Regions from separate parts of the Rattus norvegicus genome. Here region 2 is linked to region 1. The links are chromatin contacts, called in public Hi-C maps. All regions are on one chromosome and are shown on one strand. Each heading gives the region's core, a stretch centred on a gene start, on an enhancer-like site or on the middle of the called end of the contact. The rest is flanking DNA. Distances are from core to core; before and after follow the strand shown.

Region 1 (5,193 bases), core at 2,123-4,622:
GCAGATGCTATTAAAGTGAATTTCCAGAGTCCACCACTGCCAACCAGCATAGCCCCCAACCCTGTGCCTTCAAATCGGTGAGAGGTAACTTCTCGATATTGTTTCACTTGCCCCTTAATAGTCCCAACCTCTGGCACAGATTTTGAGGAATGCACTCAGAGGGTGCCTCGGGGGTGGGCAAGAAAGTATCACAGGACAAGTGCACTCTCTGGGCTGTCCCCTCAGGACACGTGGTGTCTGGCTTCTAAAGAACAGAACAAGACGTTCTTATTTGGTGGGTGACTGGGGCTCATTCATCCCGAATTCTCATCGTTTTAGAGCAAGTGTCTTACGGGTCACTCAAGCGCTATTCTTGGAGCAGACAAGCAGCGTGACCCTCAGCTGAGGGCTCTCACCCTCTCGCCCCCTGAAGTAGAAATCGAAGTCCATGGGCGCTTAAATCTTCAGTGTAAAGGAAAAGCCAAAGGAGAAACCACCTCTTGTCTTATCCTCAGAGTTTGACTTGACTAATAATTTTTAAAATTTATTTTTAAAATTTTTAAAAATTTATTAAGTTTTTAAATTATTAGCTTTTGAGGTTCGTCTACAAACTAACAGGCTTCATCAAGGCACCCTCATGAATATTTTGTCATTCTACAGATGAAGAATAATGCTCAGTGGCATTTTGAGGACACGCTGATGGCTTCACTGCCCAGCTCAGTCCAGCATAGGGTGTGCTCAGTTGAAGTGGGTTTGAAAGGGTAGCCCCTTGTCCGGGCATGGTCTGCAGCTCCCACCAAGCCAGTGCTCCTAGGTCATCCCTTACTTGCTCCTCACCAATGGCTCTGCTCTTGTACGTCTGTACTTATAACACAGTTGTAAGTGCAAAGGGCAGGGCATGTGCCAGACCGCTGGAAGGCTCAGGGCTGCCCCGAGTCTGGCCATGCAGGGGGGATGGGTACTTGTTGGGCAGGGTGATGCCTCCAGGCTCTGGCTGTTCCTTGTCTGTGCTGATAACCCAGTCACGAGCTTCCTGAGCCCCCAAGCACTCTCAAGTTCTCTTTGCTCCACTGCTTAGCTTTAATCCTGTTTCAAACCGCTGAGGTGCCAGCTGTCCCCATTACTTAATGATTACCATGGGGAGCGGGGAGGCATCGGAATGAGTGGCCAGCAGGAAGGAGAGAGGAGAGCTAAGAGGGAACCACCCAGACCTGGCTGCAGGGTTTCAAGCGAGTGCTGCCTTTATGTATTAAAGGCTTGAATGATCACTTTGGCCTCGCTGGAGGGAAACTTGTAGATAAAGACCTGGTTTATCTGCTTCTGGGGCCACCTATCCCAGAACCAGGTGCATCTGTGACCGTGAGCAAACAAACCGGGAAACAACTCATCGATGGCAGCCGACTCGGGCAGGCAGGTCCTGCTGATAAAGGTGTTAACAGGGGTGCCAGCTATGACTCCTTTGGAGCTGTCTCCAGAGCTTCTGGGTGTGTGTGTGTGTGTGTGTGTGTGTGTGTGTGTGTGTGTGTGTGTCTTACACCAAGGGGGTACTGGGGCCTCCAGACTCTAGGAGAGGGATGAGCATACCGCCACTCAGAAGCACCCCCCCACCCCCCACAGAAGTGCCAGGTGCCACCACGAAAGGCTTCTACAAGTCAGGCTGCCTGGCAGCACTTCCAGCTTGATTCTCATTGGTTCTGGGGGAGCCACACTTATCCATGGCTATCGGTTCTGATCTACATGCCGAGCTTCTACTCCAGGCCACGGCAAGACCTGAACCAAGGGCAGCTACAGAGTCTGCAGCTGGGCTTCCAAACCAGTTCGAGCCTAGGCAGCTTGGATCCAGACAGGTCCCTCCTGCTCTCAAGATCTCTGTGTCCCTGTCTCTACTGTGAGAGGTCGGGGCCCATGGGTAATCCTGCCACTGTCAGCTGGCATATGCTGAGTTGTTCCCCAGTCTGTTTACTCACAGCCATGGATGTGCCAGGTTCTGGGACGGGTGGCACTAGAAGCAGATAAGCCAATCTTTATCGACAAAGGTCTCCGGTCATCTCTAACCCAGTATGATGCTGGCATCTTAGACTTAAGAGGCACCACGGTGGTAGGGGGCAGTGTATATACATGTCAGGGATGTGTGTGTCTTCTTTCAAAAGTCGCTTTTGAAAAGAACAAGACAGTGAGCCCCTAAAAGCTGCTTTAACTGTACGGCCAGGACACATGGCCGTCCTGCATCAACTCTGAGGGGAGGGAAAATTATCACAAGCCTGTAGGCTTTGGGATCCTCTTTGCCCCTTCCTGACCTCACCTCTCTCAGCAGCTTTTCAGGGTCACTAGTGCTTCAGGAAAGCCAGTTTCTCGTGCGTGTGCTGGGTCCGGGTTCTCAGTGGGTACCGACCTTGGAGATGGGACACTGATCCCCCATCCTGCCTGGTGCTGATTTGATTCTAAGAAGTGACACCTTGGAGACTTGGGAATGGTGGTGGTGGTGGTGGTGATGTGGGGGTGGGGCGTGGGGTGTGATGCTCCTGGCCAGGAAAGCTGTTTGGTGTGTCTCAGTAAGGCCCTGTAATCAATTGGGGGATGGGTGGGTGTCAAATGACAAACATCTGGGCCAGGGAGCCATCAGGCCCAGGGGTGCAACAACCTCACTGCCCTGCTACCCCTGGTCTTTAGCCCATCCCTTTTCCCAAGACGTATGTCCTGGGAACTAGGGGAGTCTTGAACCCTCATTATCACTCAAAGCCCTCAGAAGTCCGCCCAGCATAAAAACATAACAGACAACCGAGTCTTCCTAGATCTGTGAGACTCAGCTCCCTCACAGGCTTGGACACAGTGGGGTGACAACCGAGGTGCCAACAGCCCACCCACCTTCTCACATTCTCATAATAAGGAGGAGGGCCCAGGGAAACGATGGTCCAACTAAAAATGATTCCACTAAGTCTGGTGCTTTCAGAGGTCTGGAGGAGGGCAGGTGCCTCCTTCGTGCACCAAGACTAGCTGGGCAGCCAGGAGGAAGTTTCTGTACAAATAACCTCTCACCCTGGGCTCCAGTCCAAGTCTCCAGTGGGCACCAGCTCTTAGCTCTAAGGAAGCTTTTGATTAAAACCAACCATTTAGCCCCAAATGAGCTCCCCAGTGGTTTAGCCCACTGTGACTGAGGCATCCAGAAGAAGCCCGGAGTTGGGGGTTCAGTGTCGCTACACCCTCCCGGGAACCAGATTCCCTCTCCTGGGAGCTCTGCAAGTCCCAGGTCTTTGGTGCACTCACCAGCCTCTCTCCTGGGATTGCTCAGCCTCTGGCTCTGGCTCTGTGAGTCCTGGCCTCTGCTCCTTTCTCTTAGGTCGTGAGAGAGAAACCCCAGGCACTGAGGCCAGTGTCCAGTCAGGGAGCACTGAGCTAGACAGAGCTGAGTGCAGGGATCCAGTCAGCTGTGGCACCAGTCCTGCCCAGCTTGCGGCTCAGATCACGTGGGCTACTCCTGTCCCGCCCAGCTCCGGGTTCACCGTGCACCCCAGGGTGCCTGGACAGGCCAAGAGCGGAGCAGACACCGGTGGCCCTCCTGAAAGGCGCTGAAGTGGGTGTGGAGGACAAAGCCTCCTTGTCCTGAGCGGGTTGAGAGCTGCACACACCTCGGATTTGTGCGCTCAGTTCCCTCACTGAGCTCTGGTCCCCCTTAGGAGGAACCTGTTGGCAAACCACACCCTCCGGGAACGCGGTACCTCCTCGAATACCCATTTTAACTCATTACTTAGACAGCTTCACAGAGAAACTGAGGATCAGAAAAGCGCCCTACCCAAAGTCACCAACTAGTCAGTGAGACTGCAAGCCCAAGGTTTCCAGTCGCGAGTCCTCCAGGGCCTCAGATGGATTCCCAAGCATCCCCCACCCCCAAATGAGCAGCCTGGCCAGGGCTTTCACTACTGAAAAAAGCTCGGAAGTTCTGTGGTCTGATAACTCTCCACCCAGAGATCTGCCCGGACGTTGAAAGAACCATACCTCGCCCAATGCGCCAGCGTACGAGAATCTTAACCCTGTTACAAAAGCACACTTAGCCAAGTGTGTGCTAGTTCACACACAAAATCCCAACGCTTGGGAGGCAGAAGCAGGAAGATTGCTGAAATTTTCAGACCAACCTGTGCTAGTATTGAGTTCCAGCCAGGCCAGCCTGAGCTACAGAGAGAGCCCTCTACTCTTTAGGGATGAGTTTTACAACTCAGTTCTGGCATCTGCAAAATAGAGACAGGGACATAAGTAATAAATAGCTCCAGGGAGGACAGAGTGATAGTAGCATTTATTCCCCATCAGCAGAAGAGGAAAGGGAGCCTTAGAAGGCATGCATTAGGTCATCTGCAGATGTGTGTGTGTGTGTGTGTGTGTGTGTGTGTGTGTGTATGACTGAATATGTGATTGTGTGTGTGTTTATGTGTGTTTACATATGACTGAGTACATGATTGTGTGTATGCATATGACTGAGTATGTGATTCTGTGTGCCTGCATGACTGAGTATGTGATTGTGTGTGTGTGTGTGTGTGTGCATATGACTATGTGATTGTGTGTGTGCATATGACTGATTATGTGATTGTGTGTATGTGTATGTGTGTATATGACTGAATATGTGACTGTGTGTGTGTGTGTGACTGTGTGTGTGTGATTAAGCAGCTGTCTGACTTGGGGTTCCTGGGAGAAGCATGACTTTTTGGCTGCCTCACCCTGGGCAGGCTGCCTGCCTCCCTCAGGTTCACTGCTCTCCGGCACCTGTGTTAGTAATAAAGTCAACGCAGTCAGTTGTTTTGGACTCAATCCTCACAGTCCAGCGTGGAGTCCGTCACATGGTGAGCTTCTGACAAAAACTCACTAAGGCCAGCAGAAATTTGTTGCATCCTGTCTGAGGACATAGGCCTTGTACTTCATGGTTGCTTGATGTCTACTGGTGGACAGATTCTTTTTGTAAAGATAATTTCTCCACAGATATCATTGTAGCTACTAATGTCAACATTGTGTATTGAGTGTGATTTATATGGTACAGATATGATTGCACCTCCACTAATATACTCAGAACAATTATCCCCAGAATAAAAACGAAGTGTGGAATTTCAATTTGAGTCAAAGAGTATATAGAATTTGGAAGCAATTTTAAAATTGGGGAAGTAATCTCAAAGTTATAGAAAGTTGTGAGTGTGACACAAAGGACTCCCCGTTTCCCTCAGGCACTTGTGG
Region 2 (5,344 bases), core at 1,133-3,632, 260 kb before region 1:
AGTTATTTACCCCATGTAAGGATTGCATCTAAAATGTTTCCCTAAGTTACTGCAATCCAGCATGGTCGGCAGTCCCAGGATGGACTGACAATCTGAACACAGTCCCAGCATGCGTGCAGGGAAGTAAGACAAACACCAAAGAATCCCTCCCTGTCTCCAAGCTCACATCGATAGCAAGTAAACAGTGATTCAATTAGCAAGCTGGAGTCCTTGGATCTGGGACTCCAGACAAGAACCACGTCCAGATAAAAACAGCAACACAGCCACACGCCGACTTCCTGGGATGTCCGTTTCACTATATAGTTCAACAAATAGTCTGGACTCTCGGACCCCCCTTTCCAGGTCCCCAGCATGACAGACAAGGAAAGCATGCATTCCAGTACAGAAGATCCAGGAGCTGATCCACTGCATGCCCAAGTTTGCAAAAACAGGAGCTTGCAAGTTGTCCAAGCTGGCCTGCCTAGTATCCAGAGCTCATCTTTTCTGACTGCTGCAAAGCCTTTTGATGGTTATGCATGAATGTTTTTTAAACTGCACGTGGTCTCTCAGGAGATGCTTTATAAACACAACAGCACACAGAGGAGAGTCAGAGGGAAAAGAAAGAGACAGGTCTGCTGGGATTTTGATAACTATTAATAAAGCCAGCAGGTTGACTAAGAGAAGAAGCAGCTTGTTTACAAAACTGTCCCAGATCAAGATCTTAGTCCTGCAGATTAGCATACTTTAAGGAAAAACAGAAACCCTTCCACACAGCCATAAGAGATATCAAAGTCTATCACCAAGGAGATCTGGCCAGGAGCAGGGCTCATGAAGAACAGTGAGAGCTCAGTGATTCCGCTCATCGCAGCTGGGCTCCCAAGTCATTAATTCACCGATAACCTCATAAAGTTGTGTTTGTTCTCCCAAGACATAACATCAGCCAGGCCGCTCAGGGCTACGTCAGGAGCACAGGACATTGGACTGTGAGCAGAGCCCTTTTCTTGGTAAACACAGGCGGTCCTTACATGTGGTCAAACATAATGTTCTATTTACACAAGCCTTCCAAGATACAGACTCTGGTGCACTAGTAAAGAACCTTAATTTATTTGCTTATTCTAAAAAAAAAAGAAAAAAAGAAAAAAAAAGAAAGAAAGAAAGAAAGGAAGGAAGAAAGAAAGAAAAGGCCCAACCTGCTCCCTCTGTTGCTAATTTAGAAATGTTCATCTCTTAGGAAACTGAAGCTAAAATCCCACATCACGCCAAAAGGATCTGAACATAGCCAAAGAAAGACATCAACATTATTATAAGGTTTTGATTTTCATGCGAGTTTAGCCAACACATATAAGGGTCAAGATCCACCTTCTGATTCTATTACACAGAAACAGATTTTTTAAAATGCAGACCTGGCACTCCTCGGCAAGGACTACACACAGGGGAGATCTGCCCGGCAAATGGAAGGTCTCCAGTGCTGTTCCTGCCCAGTCACCGCGGACTCGCTACACTGCCCCAAGCTGCTGCCTTAGCTATAAACAGCACCAGGGGCCAACCTTCACCAGCACTAGAGCCTGTGTAGTGGGTGCCTCTGACCAACACCATGGGTTTGGGGAAAGACCACAAGAACCATTAAGCCACAGGCCTTTCCAGGGACACTGGACCGACTCTTTGTTTGCTTTCGTGAAGATGTAGCTGTGTGCCTGCCGTTTTGTCCAACAGGTATGGCAGTCCAGGGTCCTGACCGAATTTTGAGCGCATTACAGACAAGGGAACTGAGATGGGTTGGGTTGTTCTTGTTGGTCACTCTGGGCTACAGTTTCTGATCAATCTAAGGCAAAAACCCAGCAAGTCTGCCACCTCTGATATTTATTAGCAACAAGTGCCAAGTTAACAAGCCAACCACAAAATCCCCGTGATAATAACGGTCTCGAAAAGCAACTGCTGTAGGTTTCCAGTTGTAGTTAGTGTCGAGATCCCTAAGCTGTGGCTCTGGTTGAAGACTGCACATCTGTAAACTGCCTCTGGCTCAGAGAGCTTGTATCGGTTTGGAGAACTGAAGTGCAGGCAGGGGATCCCGGCTTCCCCATCCCTCCTGACAAGCAAGATGCCCGTTGTATGATCAAAAGTTGCTGATGCCTTCGGATGGCCAGCTGGGTGATGCGCCCAAGCCACCTTGTCTCCGTGGCAGCGGAAGGTGGTGCAGCCCCCTCTATCACCACTCTGCTGTCCTGCCGGAACCCATGCCCTGAGTAAGGTGCGTTCAGGTGTTGCCCTCCCGGCCCTAGGTCACCACCTTCGCTGCAGCCCGGGCTACTCACCCAGCAGCAGCCAGAGGCCGCGCCGCGGGAGGCCCCGCAGGCCGGGGGCCATGGCAAGCAGAGCCCCGCCGTCCCTGCGCCTTGCCGAGCTCTGCGCCCGCTGGAGACGCGCCGGGGGCGGGAGCTAGGGAGAGACCGCGCCCGGCCCACTGCGGCTCCCACGCCCGCGGCTGTCGAGGGCGGAAGCCGGCGGGCGGCACCTGAGGCTGGAGCGCAGCTGGGACTAGAGGGGAGCCTTCTGGAATGTCTGCAGGGCCAAAAGGCCTTGGAGGGTCTCCAGGTCCCCCAACCCAGCACCTAACTCTGTTCGGCAGCTATCCTGGGGTCTGCTCTGCAAACAGCCCATGGTCCCGTCTTCTGTGCCCGTGGGGTGCTGGGTGGTGGGGACAAAAACCAGCCCTGCCAACATCTGTAGGACAAGAAGTGGAGCCTCAGGAATGATGACCAGTGGGAACAAGGCTCCTTGGAGGGACAAAGGTGCGCTTGTCAGCAGGTGGTGACACAGCTAGGGTAGAGCAGCAGAGTGCATGGATACCGAACTTAGGGACAAAAGGAATTGCTAGGTAAAAAGGTGAGACTTCCGCTGGGGTTGGCTACTGGCACGACTGTTCATAGAATGGATCAGTAGTGGTAAGGGGGTCTTGGGTGTGTTAATATAAGCAAAAAAGGCTACGTAACACCGGCAATATGGGAAACCTGGGGCAGATGCCCAAAGTACCGGCTAGGTCTGACCTAGAGAGTCGTGGATGCAGCAGCTCCGACTAACTGAGCAGGTCTGCCCTCTGCACACAGCATTTGGGCAGACGATCACCGGCCCCATACGATGGCAGAAGCTTCACTCAGGCTGGGCCAGTTTACTTACGAAACTGCTGGGTGAGCAGCATTCCTGAGGAAAGGGAACAAGGCTGGAGACTGCTGCCACCTTCTGGCCAAACACTCAGGACCCTTAACGGCAACCAGTATTCATCCCGAACACAGGCCAAGCAGACGTTTGGGATCTATACCTATGTCCTGGGGACTCCAAATGTCCTGAAGTCAAGGGGACATGGGAAAGGGAACACATTCTTTTGGTTGGGCTAACCCTTAGTTTCGAACCCTGTGAAGACTTACTAGGAAGCCAGCCTCCTTTCACTGACAGACATGGGAGTAAGGGCAAGTCATGGCTGAAAACAGTGGAGCCCCGCCTTGTTCGGATCTTCCTTTCATGTCTGCAGCTGAGAATCTAGGCCATGAGGTTCTCCCCATTCACACAGAAAGGATGCAGCTCGTTGACACCTGGCCCTGGTGAGGCTGCCCTATGGCCTCTTCGGTCTATGAGATTTACTCACTTCAACAGCAACATTGGATCCCCTCCGGCAGGGAGGTCCATGTACCCACACTGGGTTAAAAGGCTGTCAGAGGGGGGTTGGGGATTTAGCTCAGTGGTAAAGCGCTTGCCTAGCAAGCGCAAGGCCCTGGGTTCGGTCCCCAGCTCCGAAAAAAAAAAAAAAGGCTGTCAGAGGGAGAGAGGCATTAAGGTAGAAGTCAGACAGTCTACAGATCAGTACCACACCATCAGTGGATACAGTTCCCAATTGTACACTGAAAAGTATCCATACCTCAGCAACTGCCTCAGGAGACAGTGCAAGGAGCTCTGAGAATAGGAAACCAGAGCAGCCTGGGGCTGCCTACTAAGTTTCCAGACCTTAGCAGGACGAGAGAAGCCAGAGTCCAGATGTCCAATCTAAGAAACAGAAAAGAGAATGCCTCAGGAACACATCTGAGAGAGGCAGAGAGCAGGCTTCAGGCTCTATGTAAGGACAGTCACTACCTGAGGTGAACAGCAGCACCAGAGCGCACACAGTCTGGAACAGCCCTGTTTCCTACCACCATAGTGGGAAACCATGCACGGAGCAGCTGAGACGGATGAGGACTGCCTCTGGCATCAGGGAAACAAACCCGACAATGATGCCCCAGTGCAACCTGAGGGAGGGGGACAGCAAGAAGTGAGACCGTGCAGCATACAGCTCCATGTAACCACCACAGCCACACAGAACTATAAAGACCCCACTTTGAGGGGCCTAAGCTATCCCACTGTAGTCCCGGAGGAAGAGAGTGAAAGACACCCACAGGCTTCAAACCCAGATAAAAGGCCGATTAGGAGAGTGTAGTAAGGTGCAATTGTCTAACACCAGTCACAGCGGTAACCTTACCAGCAGGGAGCACCTTCACGCTCAGCTGCGACAGCATCAATCCTCTTTAGTTTGCCAGTCTCCACTGGACAGCAGGAGGCCAGACTGGCCACTGTCACTGTGGGCCAGCAGTTCAGAAGCACAGCTGTTAGATAAGGACCGACAGAAGGCACCTTGGGAACACTCAGCTTTAAGCGTCAGTTTGCCAAGTCCCTCAAGGGAGCTCTTGCTAAAACTGAAATACTCCAGCTTTCGAGGAGCTTAGACCTTTACTCCCTCAAATGCACCCAAGGGAAAAGCACACAAAAATCCCTCCAGGAGTGGACTGTCCATTGGACAGAAGATGATGTCCTCAGCACCACTGGGGACAGCTCAAGAGCTGCAAAGGAACCCGGTGAAAGGAAGCAATCGCAAGCCCTGGCTGTTCACGGTCCAGCCCACCCTACAGCAGGTAAAAGCTTGGCAGAGAACAAGGACCGACTGAGATGAGCTGGGAGACAGGAGGCAATCGGCTGGCATATGGGAGATATGGAAATATAGCCAGAGTTAACATCTCAGTGACCTAAAAATGAAGACAAACACAACCATGGAGCTGAATATGAGAAAAGTCTGCTCTACCTAGACCTATCACAAACAGGGAAGTGATGTTTCACACATGGGAAGGAAGAGATCCTACACACACACATACACACACACACTATTACAAATGCATATGTGGTCTGGGCAGTGGTGTCGAATGTAAAATGTATGCTGTTTTATTTATTTAAATTTTTTCTTTTTTTTAAAAGTGGGTTTTTAAGATTTTATTTATCTTTATTTATATGAGTACACTGAAGCTATCTTCAAACACACCAGAAGAGGGCATGGGATCCTGTTACAGAT

What was found. Hi-C and Micro-C count contacts between places; a contact is called where the count stands out from the background.
Region 2: a contact with region 1 is called in a Hi-C map of liver, with 3 times the contacts expected there. The contact joins the promoter of Ramp1 here to the promoter of Mlph in region 1. A contact is called at or near these places in 4 of 12 Hi-C or Micro-C datasets (the A7r5 cell line, frontal cortex, liver and 1 more).

What each region holds. Positions count from the first base shown.
Region 1 is chr9:98,953,356-98,958,548 of GRCr8, reverse strand. It overlaps Mlph (melanophilin), which reads right to left and starts at 3,372. Exons shown (of 16, transcript NM_001012135.1): 1 at 3,244-3,372.
Region 2 is chr9:99,210,154-99,215,497 of GRCr8, reverse strand. Ramp1 (receptor activity modifying protein 1) reads right to left here and starts at 2,382. Exons shown (of 3, transcript NM_031645.1): 1 at 2,292-2,382. The coding sequence starts at 2,343.